Regions from separate parts of the Macaca mulatta genome. Here region 2 is linked to region 1. The links are chromatin contacts, called in public Hi-C maps. All regions are on one chromosome and are shown on one strand. The core of a region is the stretch at or near the end of the contact, and the rest is flanking DNA. Distances in the headings are between cores, read along the strand shown.

Evidence for each region. Hi-C and Micro-C count contacts between places; a contact is called where the count stands out from the background.
Region 2: a Hi-C map of fetal cortical plate shows a contact between it and region 1, with 2.4 times the contacts expected there. The contact joins two enhancer-like sites. A contact is called at or near these places in 2 of 14 Hi-C or Micro-C datasets (fetal cortex germinal zone and fetal cortical plate).

What each region holds. Positions count from the first base shown.
Region 1 is chr6:6,630,273-6,637,988 of T2T-MMU8v2.0, forward strand. No RefSeq gene overlaps it. Among named protein-coding and RNA genes, the nearest start is that of ICE1, 86 kb to the left of the region's middle. Within about 2 kb of position 5,814, at least 3 of the 40 cell types and tissues checked have an H3K27ac peak or open chromatin away from gene starts, as enhancers often do. A contact at or near this core is called in fetal cortical plate, where this site is marked.
Region 2 is chr6:7,033,597-7,041,069 of T2T-MMU8v2.0, forward strand. No RefSeq gene overlaps it. Among named protein-coding and RNA genes, the nearest start is that of MED10, 440 kb to the right of the region's middle. Within about 2 kb of position 5,950, at least 5 of the 40 cell types and tissues checked have an H3K27ac peak or open chromatin away from gene starts, as enhancers often do. A contact at or near this core is called in fetal cortical plate, where this site is marked.

The sequences.
Region 1 (7,716 bases), core at 4,564-7,063:
AAATTCACAACCTTTTTATATAATTCCAGATTTGATTAAACACTTCCCTTCTCAGTTCTGAAACTTGCATGGATTTAGTCAACCAAAATATTTTCTCACAAAAACCTCACACACACAGAAATTGTGTTAACACACACAATTTCTAGTGGTCAGGTAAAAAAAAATATATATATATATATATTTCAACCTATTGATTCATTTAAAATTAGAAATAATTGCTAGGCATTTTAAGAAAATTATTAGGATCAGTTTGAAATTTAAATAGGGTAGAAGTCAGTTTGCAGGAATGATACATTTACTTTTAAATTTAGTCATATCCATATTCAGGTCAACATTTACAGTGTCCAAAATGAAATCATTTTAACAGAATATTTTTAACGCAGAATATTTTTACAGTTGCAATGGACCGGGGTCCTGAGGAAGGAGCAGGCTTTCCCTGCTGGCGCTCTGCAAGGTGGACCTCCAGAGGACTGCCTGGCTCCCTTGTCTAAGAAGGCAAACATCTTCACCTAGCTGAGATGAAGCCTGAAATGTGCTTTAAATCTATAATCCCTGAGTGCTCCTGGAAACCACAAACCTGCCCACTCATTGTCAGTAGAGCCCAGTAAAAGTCAAAAATAAAGAGGGTGTTTCTGCAGAATTGTAGACTAATAACACAATTAAGATGCTGACTAAAAAATATATATTTTTTTAACTTTTATTTTTTGAGATGAAGTCTCACTCTGTTGCCCAGGCTGGAGTGCAGTGCTGTGATCTCAGCTCACTGCAACCTCCGCCTCCTGGGTTCAAGTGATTCCCCTGCCTTGGTCTTCCGAGTAGCTGGGACAACAGGTGCCTGCCACCATGCTTAGTTAATTTTTGTATTTTTTAGTAGAAATGGGGTTTCACCATATTGGCCAGGCTGGTCTCGAACTCCAGACCTTGTGATCTGCCCCCCTCCTTGGCCTCCCAAAGTGCTCGGATTATAGGCATGTACTAAAATATTTTTAATGCACAGTTGAGCTAGCAATAAGTAAGGGAATCTCTTCAAAGTGAGAAAGGACAAGAAAGCTTAACTCCACAGGAGAAAGCACTGACGTCATTTGCCCTAGATTTGAACAGGGTAGGGTGTAGACAGTCTCAGCTGGGATGCAGATGGAAGGTTACAGGCCACATGGAAGGGCAATGGAGACAAGGTCTGGGGCCAGAATTAGGGGATGTCATATGAGTGACAAACCCCACCCCCCAACACCACAAAAAGCCAAGTCACACAGAGGGAGATATCTTGGGGCTAAGCCAAAAAAAAAAAAGAAGCCCCAAAGAAGAAAGAGGTAGGGATGCTAACTTACCTTCAAACTAACTGGGTGGATCAGAGAAAAAAGCACACACAAACAACAGTATCTCCCAGAAGAATTTCTACCCAAAGGCCTGTACTCATGAATTTGGGGCAGGAATATACACCACTTGTGGGCTCAATTCCCCCCAAACATGTTTTCAGTGATGCCAGGTTAGAAGTACCATCGAGGACCTGCAAAGGCAGTTGCAAGTCTTCACTAGAGGAAAGTTATTTTGATTCCAGTCCTTAAAAGATCCTCACACATGAAGTTCCAAGGATCATGAATTCGTACGCATACCCACAAAATCCTAAGCAGATGAGAAATAAAAGAACAAATAAAACGTCATGAGAGAATTTCCAGGAACAACAAACTGTGCTTAGAGTCAGACTTACAGAATTTGTGTATATTTTATTTATCACATTTAGAATGTCTAAAATGTGTGTGTTTAATATGTTTAAGAAATAAGAGAGAAATGTAAAAGGATGACAAAAGGATAAGAGATTACAAAAATTTACCAAGTTTGAACAAGAACAAAATGGAGTTTTAACAACAAGAACATACACACACACATAAATATTTCAAAGTATAAAGCCAGGAAACAAGGATAAAAGCAGATTAGTTGCAAATGATGAGATAACTTATGTAAGATTTCTCTGAAAACACCCAGAAAACAGCACAGGGAGACGCAGTGATAGACAACAGAAAGTAAGAGGCATGGAAGATTTCTCTTATGTTTGGAATGTAGAAAATAACAAGAGACTATTCTTTTAATGTAATAACTCAAGCAAGAGGTAAGAAGTCACAAAATCATAGTCTTTCTAAACTAACCAAAAAGCTGAAGATTAAAAAACAAAAACTCATACATGAATTAAATTCTAGAAAATAGCAGAGAATACAGAGAGATTTTATCTCTGTCTTCCTTACAGCATGCTTGAAAATCAGATATTATTATCATTATATCTGCTTCTAAAACTGAGAGGCACAGGCAGGCCAAGTGACCTTAATATCAGTGAAAATATGGACTTGTGAAAAGCACTGAGTAGATTCTCTAAACCTGCCTGCTGATTCCAGTGTCCTCATGAAGTATCCAATGGCGTAAGTTAAAATCTCTTTTTTTTCTGAGAAGAGAAGAGATTCTCATTCTTGATGTAAACACAAGAGAAAAAGAAATCTGCCATAGATGGGGATAAGGATGAATTAGGATGAACTTTAGTAAACGTGCAATGGCATATATGGCTGACAGATTAGAATTCTGAGGCTCCTCGATAATAGAGTATGCCTCCCGGACAGGCTTTCCTCAAATGCTTGGGAACAGTATGTGTGATGGTTAATGTTAGGTATCAACTTGACTGGATTGAAGGATGCCTAGATGGCTGGTAAAGTGTTGTATCTGGGTGTGTCTGTGAGAGTGTTGCCAGAGGAGACTGACATTTAAGTCGCTGGACTGGGAGAGGAAGACCCTCCCTCCAGGTTGGTGGGCACCATCTAATTGGCTGCCAGCATGGCTGGAACCAAGCAGGAGGAGAAAGGTGGGATAGGCTGGCTTGCTGGTTGTTCTGGTTTCCTTCTTTTTCCTGCGCTGAATGCTTCCTTCTGCTCCTCCTGCCCTTTGACATCAGACTCCAGGTTCTTCAGCCTTTGGACTCTGGGACTTGCACCAGTGGCTTGGCAGGGACCCTCAGACCCTTACGCACTGACTGAAGGCTGCGCTGTTGGCTTTCCTGGTTTTGAGGCTTTAGGACTTGGACTGAGCCACTACCAGCTTCTCTCTTCCCCAGCTTGCAGATGGCCTATTGTGGGACTTTGCCCTGTGATAGTGTGAGCCAATTCTCCCAAAAAGAAAAAAAACCAAACAAACAAAACACTCCATTTTATATGTACATATCCTATTAGTTCTGTCCCTCTGGAGAACCCTGACTAATATAATATTCCAGAGCCTGCGGTGGAGACCAGATAGAGACCTGGAGATTCCCTTACAGTCCAAGGCAACTTCTCCCAGACCAAGGCAACACCTACTAGAGGAGGAGAGAAGCAGAGCATGAGATCTGTGATAAACCAACCCAAGGCACCCTCCATTTTCAATTTCCAAGAGCCTGGCATAATAAGAGACCTGAGAAAATCCTCCTCTCTTAAAAAGCAAAAACAAAAAAACCTCAGACTTTCAAGTGACAATAGCTACAGGTGGGGCAGAAAATATGAAAGAAACTCCTCCAGGGCATTCCAAACAGAGCAAGATCTCCATGTGGATCCAAAAGCCTGGGCTGGACTGGAGAGCAAAGGAGATTCTCCAACAACATACAAACCATCATTTGAGTTGTAAACAGAGAGAGATCTCTCATGATTTGAAAAACTGGTGATTTGGGTGACATGAAAAAAATTAGGGAATTTTGCTAGTGCTCAGAAACCCACACACTGCAGAATGGAAAATTCTGAGCTTACTTTCAAAATATTTGAACCTAGTAGTAAACCTTAGCAAGCTTAATGTGCCAAATAGCTCAGACACAGCTTAACTGCAAAATACATCTATTCAGTGACATGAAGCCAGTGCCTGACACATGAAGGAAAATCGTGTGCACTTTGGGCTCTGCTGTTCTGATGTCTTACAATAGAGAATGGAACAGTTAACAGCTAGACATACAGATGGGCCAGATGCTGAAATTATTTGATAGGGGCTTTAACTAAAAGTGTGCTAAATAATATTTTGGAAAAAGTGTACAGCATGTCGGAAGAGATGCCAAATATCACCAGAGATAAGGAAGCTATGAAAGATAATGCAACGGAAGTGCTACACATGAGAAATACAGTATCAGAAATAAGTATGTTATTGGATTTAATAATAGAGTGACTTAGCAGAGGAAATAATCAGTGAACTTGAGGACAAGTTATTAGAAAGTATCAAAGCTGAAATACAATGTTAAAAACTGACAAATAAAAAATAAACATAAAAAGACCAAAAAAAAAAAAAAAACCCCACAAAACCCAGAATAGGTGATGATGTCTTTCTTTGTGAGACAATATCAAATGACCCAACATACATATAATTGGGATCCAAGAAGGAGAACAGAAAATGAAGAAGAATAAATATTTAATAAGATATTTGCTGAGAATGGTCTAAAACTGATAAAAGACATAAACTCACAAGTTTAAAACAATGAGAAAACACCAATCAGGAAAAATACAAAGTACCTAAGCACATCAGAGCTAATTGGTGACCACCAAAACTAAAGAGCAGATTTTTAAAATAAACCAGATAAAAGATGCACATTATGTACAGGAGAACAATGATAAATGCAGTCACTGACTTCTCACCAGACTTAATAGTGGCCAGAAACAACAGACAGATATCCTCAAAGTGCTGAAAGGATACATGACAGCATGCATGCCCACACATGTGTACAAATAACTACCAACCTAGAGTTCCACATCTTGCAGAAATAGCCTTCCAAAATGAAGATAAGCCAATCTCAAAATATCAAATACTGTATAATTCATTGTTGAAATGAGAAAATTATAGAAAAGAGAAGACAGATTCATGGTTACCAGGGGTCATGAATGGATGTAGGGAGGAGACAGTTAAGTGTTTCTAAAGAAAGGGCAACATGAGAGATCCTTGAGGTGATGGAACTGTTCTATATCTTGCCTGTATCAATGTCTATACCTGATTATGATATTACACTATAATTTTGTAAGATGTCATCATTGGAGGAGACTCAGTAAAAAATATATGGGATCTCCCTGCATTTCTTATAATTGTATGTGAATCTACTATTATCTCACAAAGGAGATTAATTTTAAAATGAAGGGAAAAGAAATACATTTTCAAGAGAGAAAAGCTAAGAGAATTTCTCTCCATCAGACCTTCTCTTTAAGAAATACAACAATTGGCTGTGTGCAGTGGCTCATGCCTGTAATCTCAGCACTTTGGGAGGCTGAGGCAGGCAGATCACTTGAGGTCAGGAGTTCAAGATCAGCCTGGCCAACATGGTGAAACCATGTCTCCACAAAAAAATACAAAAATTAGCTGGGCATGGTGGTGTGCAGCTGTAGTCCCAGCTACTCGGGAGGCTGAGGCATGAGAATCACTTGAACCCAGGAGGCAGAGGCTGCAGTGAGTCACGATCATGCCACTGCATTCCAGCCTGAGTGACAGAGGGAGACCCTGTCTCAAAAGGAAAAAAAAAAAAAAAGGAAATACTATGATAATTGTCTCAGGCTGAAGAAAAATTATAACAGATTTAACCCTGAACCTGTAAGAAGCAATGAAAAGCACCCAAAAAAGGGTACATATTTGTATAAATATAAAAAACCTTATAAATTTGTGTATGAGGGAGAAAAAGAGAGTATATTTATTCTTTGAACTGTGCATATATATCCATGAATGGTAAATTTCATAATTTAAAAAAAGGAAAGAGAGAAAAATATCAAGTGAGGCAATACCATCTGGAGAACGTCTGTCACATGTGCTGTGCTACACACAGGGGGGATGAAAATAAACTTCTATTTTGACAGCAAGGAAACCGACAGTGATAAATAAATGTGGTTAGTAAGTCAAAGTAGTCCCATGTAGAGGAAGTGGAAAAGCAAGAGGAGGCGGTGAATTACATGAGTTTCTCTAACTCTCTCAGGTGTACTAAAGCCAGTTTTCCAAACCGGTGTTAATAGACAAATGGAAGCAAGTGTCTATTGCCACTGTATTACAGTTGAGCCCTAAACAACATGGGTTTGAACCCCGCAGACCTTCTTTTGCCTCTGCCACCCCTGAGGCAAGGAGAACAACTTATCTTCTCCCTCTTCCTCCTCAGCATACTCAACAAAAGACAACCAGGATGAAGACCTTTGTGAAGATCTTCCACTTAATGAAGAGTAAATGCATTTTCTTCTCCTTATGATTTTCTTAGTAACATGTTCTGTTTTCTAGGTTACTTTATTGTAACAATACAGTATATAATACACACAATATAAAAAACATGCATTAATTAACTCTGTTATTGGTAAGTCTTTCAGTCAACAGGCTATTAGGAGCTAAATTTGGAGGGAGTCAAAAAATTTTGGACTGTGTAGAGGGTTGGTGCCCTTGACCCCACATTGTTCAATGTTCAAGAGTCAACTGTAATCAATATTTTGTAATTCATATTTTAAAATGTGCCTTATGTGAGATCCATTTAAAAAAAGAACTTGGCCAGGCGCAGTGGCTCACGCCTGTAATCCCAGCACTTTGGGAGGCCAAGGTGGGTGGATCACGAGATCAGGAGATCGAGACCATCCTGGCTAACACGGTGAAACCCCGTCTCTACTAAAAATACCAAAAATTAGCCGGGCGTGGTGGTGGGCACCTGTAGTCCCAGCTACTCAGGAGGCTGAGGCAGGAGAATGGCGTGAACCCGGGAGGCGGAGCTTGCAGTGAGCCAAGATCCGCCACTGCACTCCAGCCTGGGCCACAGAGCGAGACTCTGTCTCAAAAGAAAAAAAAAAAAGAACTTGATCACTAATATACTGCATACAGAATCAATTTGAGATGAATTATGGACCCAAATGTAAAAGCTAAAACAATCATAAAACTTCTAGAAGAAAACACCGAAGACTGTATCTGTGATCTTAGGGCAAGCAAAGGCTTTTTAGGAGACAAAAAACATATTGATAAAATTAAAAAATGATTAATTATACTTCAAGATAGAACAAGATAGAACACTGGAGGCGCAGTGGCTCATGCCTGTAATCTTAGCACTTTGGGAGTCTGGGATGGGTGGATAGCTTGAGCTCAAAAAATACAAAAATTAGCCAGGCATGTGGATCGCTCCTGTACTCTCAACTACTTGGGGGATTGAGGTGGGAGGATCGCTTGAGCCCAGAAAGCAGAGGTTGCAGTAAGTCAAGATCATACCACTGCACTCCAGCATGGGTGCCAGAATAAGACTCTGTCTCAAAAAAAATAAAATCTTCATCACAAAACAATATCAACAGAATAAACAGGTAAGTCACAGACTGTGAGAATGTATTCATAAGAAAGAGGATTGTATGCAAATTACATGAAGAGCTTCTGAAACTCAATGATAATAAGACTGAACACAATTAAAAAAAGAAAAAGGCAAAGAGGCTGTTCACAAAAGAAGATGTGAAAATAGCAAATAAGCACATGAAAACCTGCTCAACTTAATCAACCATCAAGAAAATGCACATTAGACACCCAAAGAGCTCCTACCTCATGCTGCCCTTGAAGACCCGCAATGCACAAGGCCAACTGCAATGGGTGCTGGGAGAAATGCGGAGCCCTGGCATGCTTGTCTGCTGCTGGCAGGGATGGAAAATGGTACAGCCACTTTGGCAAACTGTCTGTCCTCTCCTAAAATAATGTACTTCTATCCTATGACCTAGTGATTTCATTCCCAGGCATTTATCAAAA
Region 2 (7,473 bases), core at 4,700-7,199, 400 kb after region 1:
CAGTCTCTCCTGCTTCTGCCAACCCAACCAAGCCTGACGTGGTCATTCCTGAAGATACTTGGACCTTTTCCTTCCCGTTTTCTCCTTAGATTTGTGCTGGACATTAGCCCCTCTCATGCTCACTTTACTAAGCTAAAAAAACATTAAATCATGAAATAATCCCTTCTCTGGAAGAAAATGAGAAGAGAAGCTACAAACTTAAAGGAAGTCCAGAGAAGCCTGTGAGAGTTTCCATTTTCTGTTCTGAACTAAATAAATAAATACATAAGGTTGAGTTTAACACTTTTTTTGTGGGGGGTGAGATGTTCATTTATACACTTTCATTTGCATAAGATCTTCACTGGAATAACTGACTAAATACAGACCTCGTGCCCATCACAAATTTGAATTTGCAGATTCCCTGGTGAGGAATACCTTTCCGAACAGGACTGTCCGCCCGCGTGTCCAGTTACACTTGGCAACTGGTGCGCAGCGACTGTGTCTTCTGGTGACCTGAGCTAACATCAGCCTTGAAAGTCAAGTGTGTCTGGCTCAGGTAATGTCACCAGCATGGCTGGGCCTTCCCACTATGAAAATCTCAATAACATTCCCTCTGTTGGTCCCTGGGGCCTCCCAGTGGGCCACACTTTCCCATCACTGAGGACCCTTCCTTAACCCAAGGCCACCTCTCAAGCAGGTTGGGATTTAGAAAAAATAACAGGGGTTCAAAAAGTGGGCAAACGATATGAACAGACACTTCTCAAAAGAAGACCTTTATGCAGCCAACAGACACATGAAAAAACGCTCATCATCACTGGCCATCAGAGAAATGCAAATCAAAACCACAATGAGATACCATCTCACACCAGTTAGAATGGCAATCATTAAAAAATCAGGAAACAACAGGTGCTGGAGAGGATGTGGAGAAATAGGAACACTTTTACACTGTTGGTGGGACTGTAAACGAGTCCAACCATTGTGGAAGTCAGTATGGGGATTCCTCAAGGATCTAGAACTAGAAACACCATTTGACCCAATCATCCCATTACTGGGCATCCACTCAAAGGATTAAAAGTCATGCTGCTATAAAGACACATGCACATGTATGTTTATTGTGACACTGTTTACAATAACAAAGACTTGGAACCAGCCCAAATGTCCATCAATGATAGACTGGATTAAGAAAATGTGGCACATATACACCATGGAATACTATGCAGCCATAAAGAAGGATGAGTTCATGTCTTTGTAGGGACATGGATGCAGCTGGAAACCATCATTCTCAGCAAACTATCACAAGAACAGAAAACCAAACACCACATGTCCTCACTCATAGGTGGGAACTGAACAGTGAGATCACTTGGACACAGGGGGGAACATCACACACTGTGGCCTGTCGTGGGGTGGGGGGAGGGGAGAAGGATAGCATTAGGAGAAATACCTAATGTGAATGAGGAGTTAATGGGTGCAGCACACCAACATGGCACATGTATACATATGTAACAAACCTGCACGTTGTGCACATGTACCCTAGAACTTAAAGTATAATAAAAAAATAAAAAATAAAGAATAATAATAATAAAAAAGAACAGGGGCCGCTCTTTTTCTCTGGATTCCGGATTCCCCTGGCTGTCATTTGACCCGGGAAGAGAATGAGAGAAGTGAATGAGCTCCGAGGGCCCCAGGTACCTTGCTGAATGGCCTTGTCACCCTGGGGTGGGCTGCAGCTAAGGCCTCTGCTCTCCTGGAAAGCTCAGGGAAGCGTCTCAAGCTGTGTGCAGTGATTCATGCCTCTAACCCCAACACTTGGGAGGCTGAGGCAGGAGGATCACTTGAGCCCAAGAGTTTGAGATCAGCCTGAACAACATAGTGAGACCTTCATCTCTACAATTTTATTTTTAATGAGCCAGGTATGGTGGCACATGCCTGTAGTCCCACCTACATGGCTGGCTGAGATAAGAAGATTGTTTCAGCCTAGGAGCTGGAGGCTGCAGATGAGTTAGGATGATGCCACTGCACTGCAGCCTGAGCGACAGAGACAGTTATTTGTCTCTGAAACAAACAAACAAACAAAAAGGAGGAACTCAGAGGAGTGGACAGCTGCTCTCTTTGGACATGGCATGGACCAGATGTGGCTGGAGTTTAGCTTTGAGGCCAAGCCTTGGACCAGCTACACAGAGAGAATGGCTACCCCTTCCTGGTGAGCGTTTCCACCATCAGAGCCTGCCTCCCGGGTGCCTTCTACCTGCTCTGGGACAAGATGGATGCCAGGGTTGCCCGATGGTCCTGAAGAAAGAACCTGATGGAGATAAAAAGGTAACTAGCAGGAAGCATCTGAGGATGCAGGATGGAGGTATAATGGCTTTTGCCAACCAATGTCTTTTGGGAAAAACATGAACTTTATTATTATTCCCTATGAGTGTTTATAGAGAAATAAAAGAAAATCTAATGATAGAAATGAACACAATTTTTCCATTTCAAAGCTGGCCTGTAAAAGGAATTCTGGCTTGAAATGTGGGTGTTTCTATTTAGTATGAAATAAGCGCTGGCTAATGTCTGCACTTACACATTTCCAGCCCAAGGCTTAGCTGATTTTGGGAGACTGGAGTGATGGAACCATGTGTGACCATTGTCTCAAAACCCAGTCAGACACAGCCCAGGAAACACAGCAGACGCCAAGAGATAGCTAGCAGGAAGCGAGGTGGAAGGATTTGAGAGGAAGGAACCTTGTCACGTCCTGTGGTTCAGGTGAAGAGCCATATAGTGGAGAATGTAGTTGAAAGACTTGGAGAAAATGGTCCACAAATCCATCACTGAGAAATACCGATAAATTTCCAACTAGGAGCAATGTTTCTACATTTTTATGAGATCCTGCAACTCTGGGGCAACGGCAGATTTGTCATTGCTGCTGTGATACCCTGAACTTATCTACTTCAGCCTATACCGTTTACACACAAGCAGTTTGTCATTTTGATCATTTCTGAGGGTTAGGCTGAAATTTGTCTTTCCCTTATCTATGTTTACAGTGCTTACTGCTGGAAAATATTGAAAGCTTTGAAAGTTCATCACAAAAGATAAATTCCAAAAGCCAAAAGTTTCTGGATAGCGTGACAGTCCCTCGGCAAATTTATTTTATTTTATGGTCTGAGAAAAAAGCAAATGTGTTGGGACGGCCATGGCCTTGAACCTACTAAACCCTCACCTGTGCGGGAGGAATCCCGTGGCGGAGCTGACGTTGACAGAGGCCTGGAGAAAGCACCCCGCAGGAAGAGGTGTGAAGGGTCAAAGGCCACGTGCCCTGCGGTGTTGGCCTGTGTCTTTCTCCCAACTAATTTTGGGTGGGAAAGGAAAGCATATGATATCTGACAAAGTTAAATTGTATTATATTTCTGAGTCTTTAGCTTATAACATACAGAAAGTCACACTTATTATATTTCCATCATCACCATAATAAATTACCCCAGAGGTAGCAGTTTAAAATAGCATAAATGATCATCGTACCGTTTTGTAGGTCAAGGTTCAACACGGGGCTGGCTGGGCTAAGACTAAGGTGTTGCAGGCTGTGTTTGCTCCTTTCTGGATGCTCCTGGGGAACATCCATCCCCTCGACTTTTCCAGCGTCTAGGGGCTCATTCACTCGGATTGCTGGTGGGATTCAGTTCGCTGAGCTCCTGGGACCCAGGTCTCTGTTTTGGTGCTGGCTGTCAGCCAAGGGATCTTCCAGCTTCTCTAGACTGGCTTCGGTCTGTGGCTTATGGGCCACCTCCTTTGTCTTCACAGAAAGCAGTGGTGGGTGAATTCCCTCTCACGTCACAACTCTGCTTGTGAGGCCTTGAGTGGATTAGGTTGCAGCCACAAAGATTATCCAGGATAATCTCCCCATTTCAAGATCCTTCGTCTTAATCTCATCTGCGAAACTTCTTTCGCAGTGTAAGGTCACATTGCACGGGTCCCAGGGTTAATATGCTCATCTTTGTGTGGAGAGTCATCATTCTCCCTATTTTCTCTATTGTACAGTATAATCTATTGTGTGCATTAACCCCCTCTTATTTGTGTTATTAAGTTCCTATAAATGTAATAACAAGTAAGATGGGGCTAATATGTATCTTGCATACTAAAAGTGAGTAATTTTGTGCTAATTAAGACTTAACCTATTGGGTTCACTAGGATATGGTTAAAATTATTAAAATTGAATTGCTTTAAAGTATATTCGATAATCCACTCCTCTTTCCAATTCAGGCTGGCCTACACCGTTCGCTGACCTCAGATATAAGTAGGAAGCTGCCATACATCTGTGTATGCCTGAGGTCTGGGCCTTGGCCTGCAGCTTCCCTGGGCTCTGCTCAGCTGGGATTCCTAGTACTTTTTACTCAAGCGTGCTGCCATTCTTCTCAATCTCTTCTTTTTCTCAAAGGGCTTGTTTAGTATGTGGCCTCCCCACTGGAAGTTATGAGAGCAAGGATCACCTGTATTCTGTCACTGAGCATCCAAACCTAGTGCACTGTGTCTACAGAAGGGCAGGTGCTTCATAAAAGATGATAAACTTGAGATACAGGAGTGAACAAATGGATGCGTAGGTGGATAGATGGATGGATGAATCAATGATTCTATAGAATGATTTCTTGAATTGAGAGGTATTTTCAGCCCAATAACTCTGGCTTTCATTCAATACTTAGATTCTGCGATCCTGTAAGTCTGGCCTTATTAGGAAAATAATCCTTCCTACTTAGATACTTCCGTATGCTGTTTAAACATTGTCACATCCATTGTTTCTTTAGTTTACCCACAGCTGGGATTGATAAATCTCATCCTTGTATGCAACGCTCGGAAGTGGAGACTCAAAAGCTAATTAGTTTGAAAGAAAGGACAGAATTTCAGGCTCTTAATTACCAGTCCAATACATTTGTTCTATGTTCAGTCTTGTGCGCAATCAACAATTCACCAGGCTGTTAAACCCACACATATGCAAATGTTGACAGAATGTGTGGATCTAATGTCCAAATTCTGGTTTTAAAAAGTGGAGGTAGAATTTTTCCTGAACCACAAAGGCGAGTCCCAAGCCCCAGGGAGGGCTGTGTGTTTGAGCAGGAATGTCAGGGCCTTCAGTCATCTCTTCCAGGATCGTCCCTTATTCTTAGGCAAGATCTTTTATTCTTTACAATATAGATCTTTTTGCATATTTGTAGTTTTATAATACATTGAAAACAAATGCTATATTTTCAAGATAAGAGGAAGATATGTGTCTAAAATATGTGGTTCAAGGGACTGTAGAACTCTAAAAAGCTCGAAGTTCAAAATTACAGTTTCTACATGTTGAGGGTCGGTCTTACCAGTCTCAACATGTATTCCGGCATCCCCCAGAACCACTGTAGATAAAAGAGCTGAGCAACTTATCCTGAGTCTGAGGGGGCACTTTAGAGACCAAAACCAGAAGACACTGTCAAATCTAATAGACAGTCGTGCAGGTTGTGTTTACTGTATCTCGTTTCCCTCAAAACCCTCACAACGTGTCTATCATCTTAGCCTTAGTCTCCATTATATGACTTTTACTGTTTTTTTCCTGCAGTTAAAAATAATTCATTCAGGAATCATTTTCCTGCAGACATAACCCTTAAACGTTACCATTTGCAAGAAGGTACGTTTTTCTGTGTATCCTCGAAGGACAACAGCCCTCGAATCCCGCCTTTCCAATCGGATCCTGGTGTACCTTCCCTCAGACCCAGTGAGATGGACACCTACTCCCATGACGCCCCTTTCTCCAGGAAATGCAGACTTATTTTATGACACTTGATGAAATTAAGCTTTGTTTCCCAAGAGATTGGTATTCTGTGTTCCAAGCGTCTGCACCCTAACTAATTTACACTGTGTGAATTTCCAGAGACGATTTGCTCTGTGTCGTCGGATTGGAGGGTCTGCAAGCTGCTACCAGAGGAGCTCAGAAGCCTCATGGTTTTCCTTTCATAGAAAACCGTACACCACAAGAATGGAAGCAGCCTCACAAACAACCCATGCTTACAGAAACCCCTGCCATGTGTACTCCAGGATTTTGGAACGTGTTTATTTTCTTGTCGTTTTTATATCAGTGTCTGCTTTTGAGAGCCAACCTGGCTGTCAGGGATTATTACCCAGTGTAAAGTGTTTCCATAGAAACCTCCTGCTGAGACATATTGGGCAAATCTTCATTTTGTATCTAGTTCATAAATAATCATTAAGGGTTTTTTTATTATATTTAAAGATGGAATAGAAAAAAAAAACAAAAGGAGAAGGAGAAAGAGGAAGAGGAGAAGGAAGAAGAAGAGGAGGAGGAAGGGGAAGAGGAGCAGAAAAGCACATGCTTTCAATGTATTGTTGGCTGTTAAGCTAAATCGGCTTGTTTCAAGCTTCTTTTAGCAAGATCTTTCTCTAAGAAACACTGTAATATTGACTGTCTGAGTGTGCGCATCTAGAAACTTTTTCCTAAGTAAGTCTTGACTTGAACGGCTCTGTAAAGAGCTGGCATTTGGAGAAAAACAAGGAAATGCTTCTCTGTGGGATAAGCTCCACAAGCACGTGGGGGAGCACTCTGGGTGTCTCAGCATGTGTGTGGGGACGCGTGGTGATGTAATGACTTGCTCACAGCAGAGCACATCCAGCTCTGTTTTATGTGAAAACAGAGCACATCATGAATTAATTGTCATGCTCTGTCCATGTTCACTAAGATATACAAACATGTGCTGCTTTCAGGCAGGTAGCATCCCTATCTTCAGAGTGACATAAAAGACACACAAAACGGATAAGATTCTTGCATTATCTTCCATAGTGCAGACTGGTGGGTCACAGGCAAAATGATTTGCATTATTTATCTTTGTAGAATTAGTATCACTCCTTTAATAAGATACTGTACTTGTAACTGGAGTTTACTGGTCTTTAGTTTTTAATGACACAAAAACTCATTAGATCCACACTATCTACAGTCTCTAGTCATCTTGAGTAAAATGAATCAGGTTATAATAATTGATGTTTTCTTGATGCTTGTCGTAGTAAGACTTCTCCAAAACATGTACCAAAGTCTCCAAGATGACTGTGTTGCAGCTATCACTCCTACTTCAAGACTGCTTCTTCAGAAAGGCCTCCTCCCTTGCGGCAGGCTGGGACCCTTCCTTTTGGTTCAATCACACAGTAGCCAACTCGCCTCCTTCACATTTGTAATTAAAATATTGTTTGAACAATGAGTCAGGATTCTCAGTTGTAAGCCACAAAACAACGTCTGGCAGATTTAGGAAAAAATGATTGTATTTAAAGGATGTTGGGGATATCACAGACTCCCTGGAAAGGCTGAAGAATGAAGCGTGAGGCTGTACACAGCCAGGGACCATCAGCACTGAGGAGGTCCTTCCTTGAACCACACTCAGCTCTGGGGACTGGAACAGCCACCAGGGAAGGGTTTGGGGCTGGACCTCAGACCACTTCCATACCATGAACATGATCTGCCCATAGCCAATAAGTATTTTACAA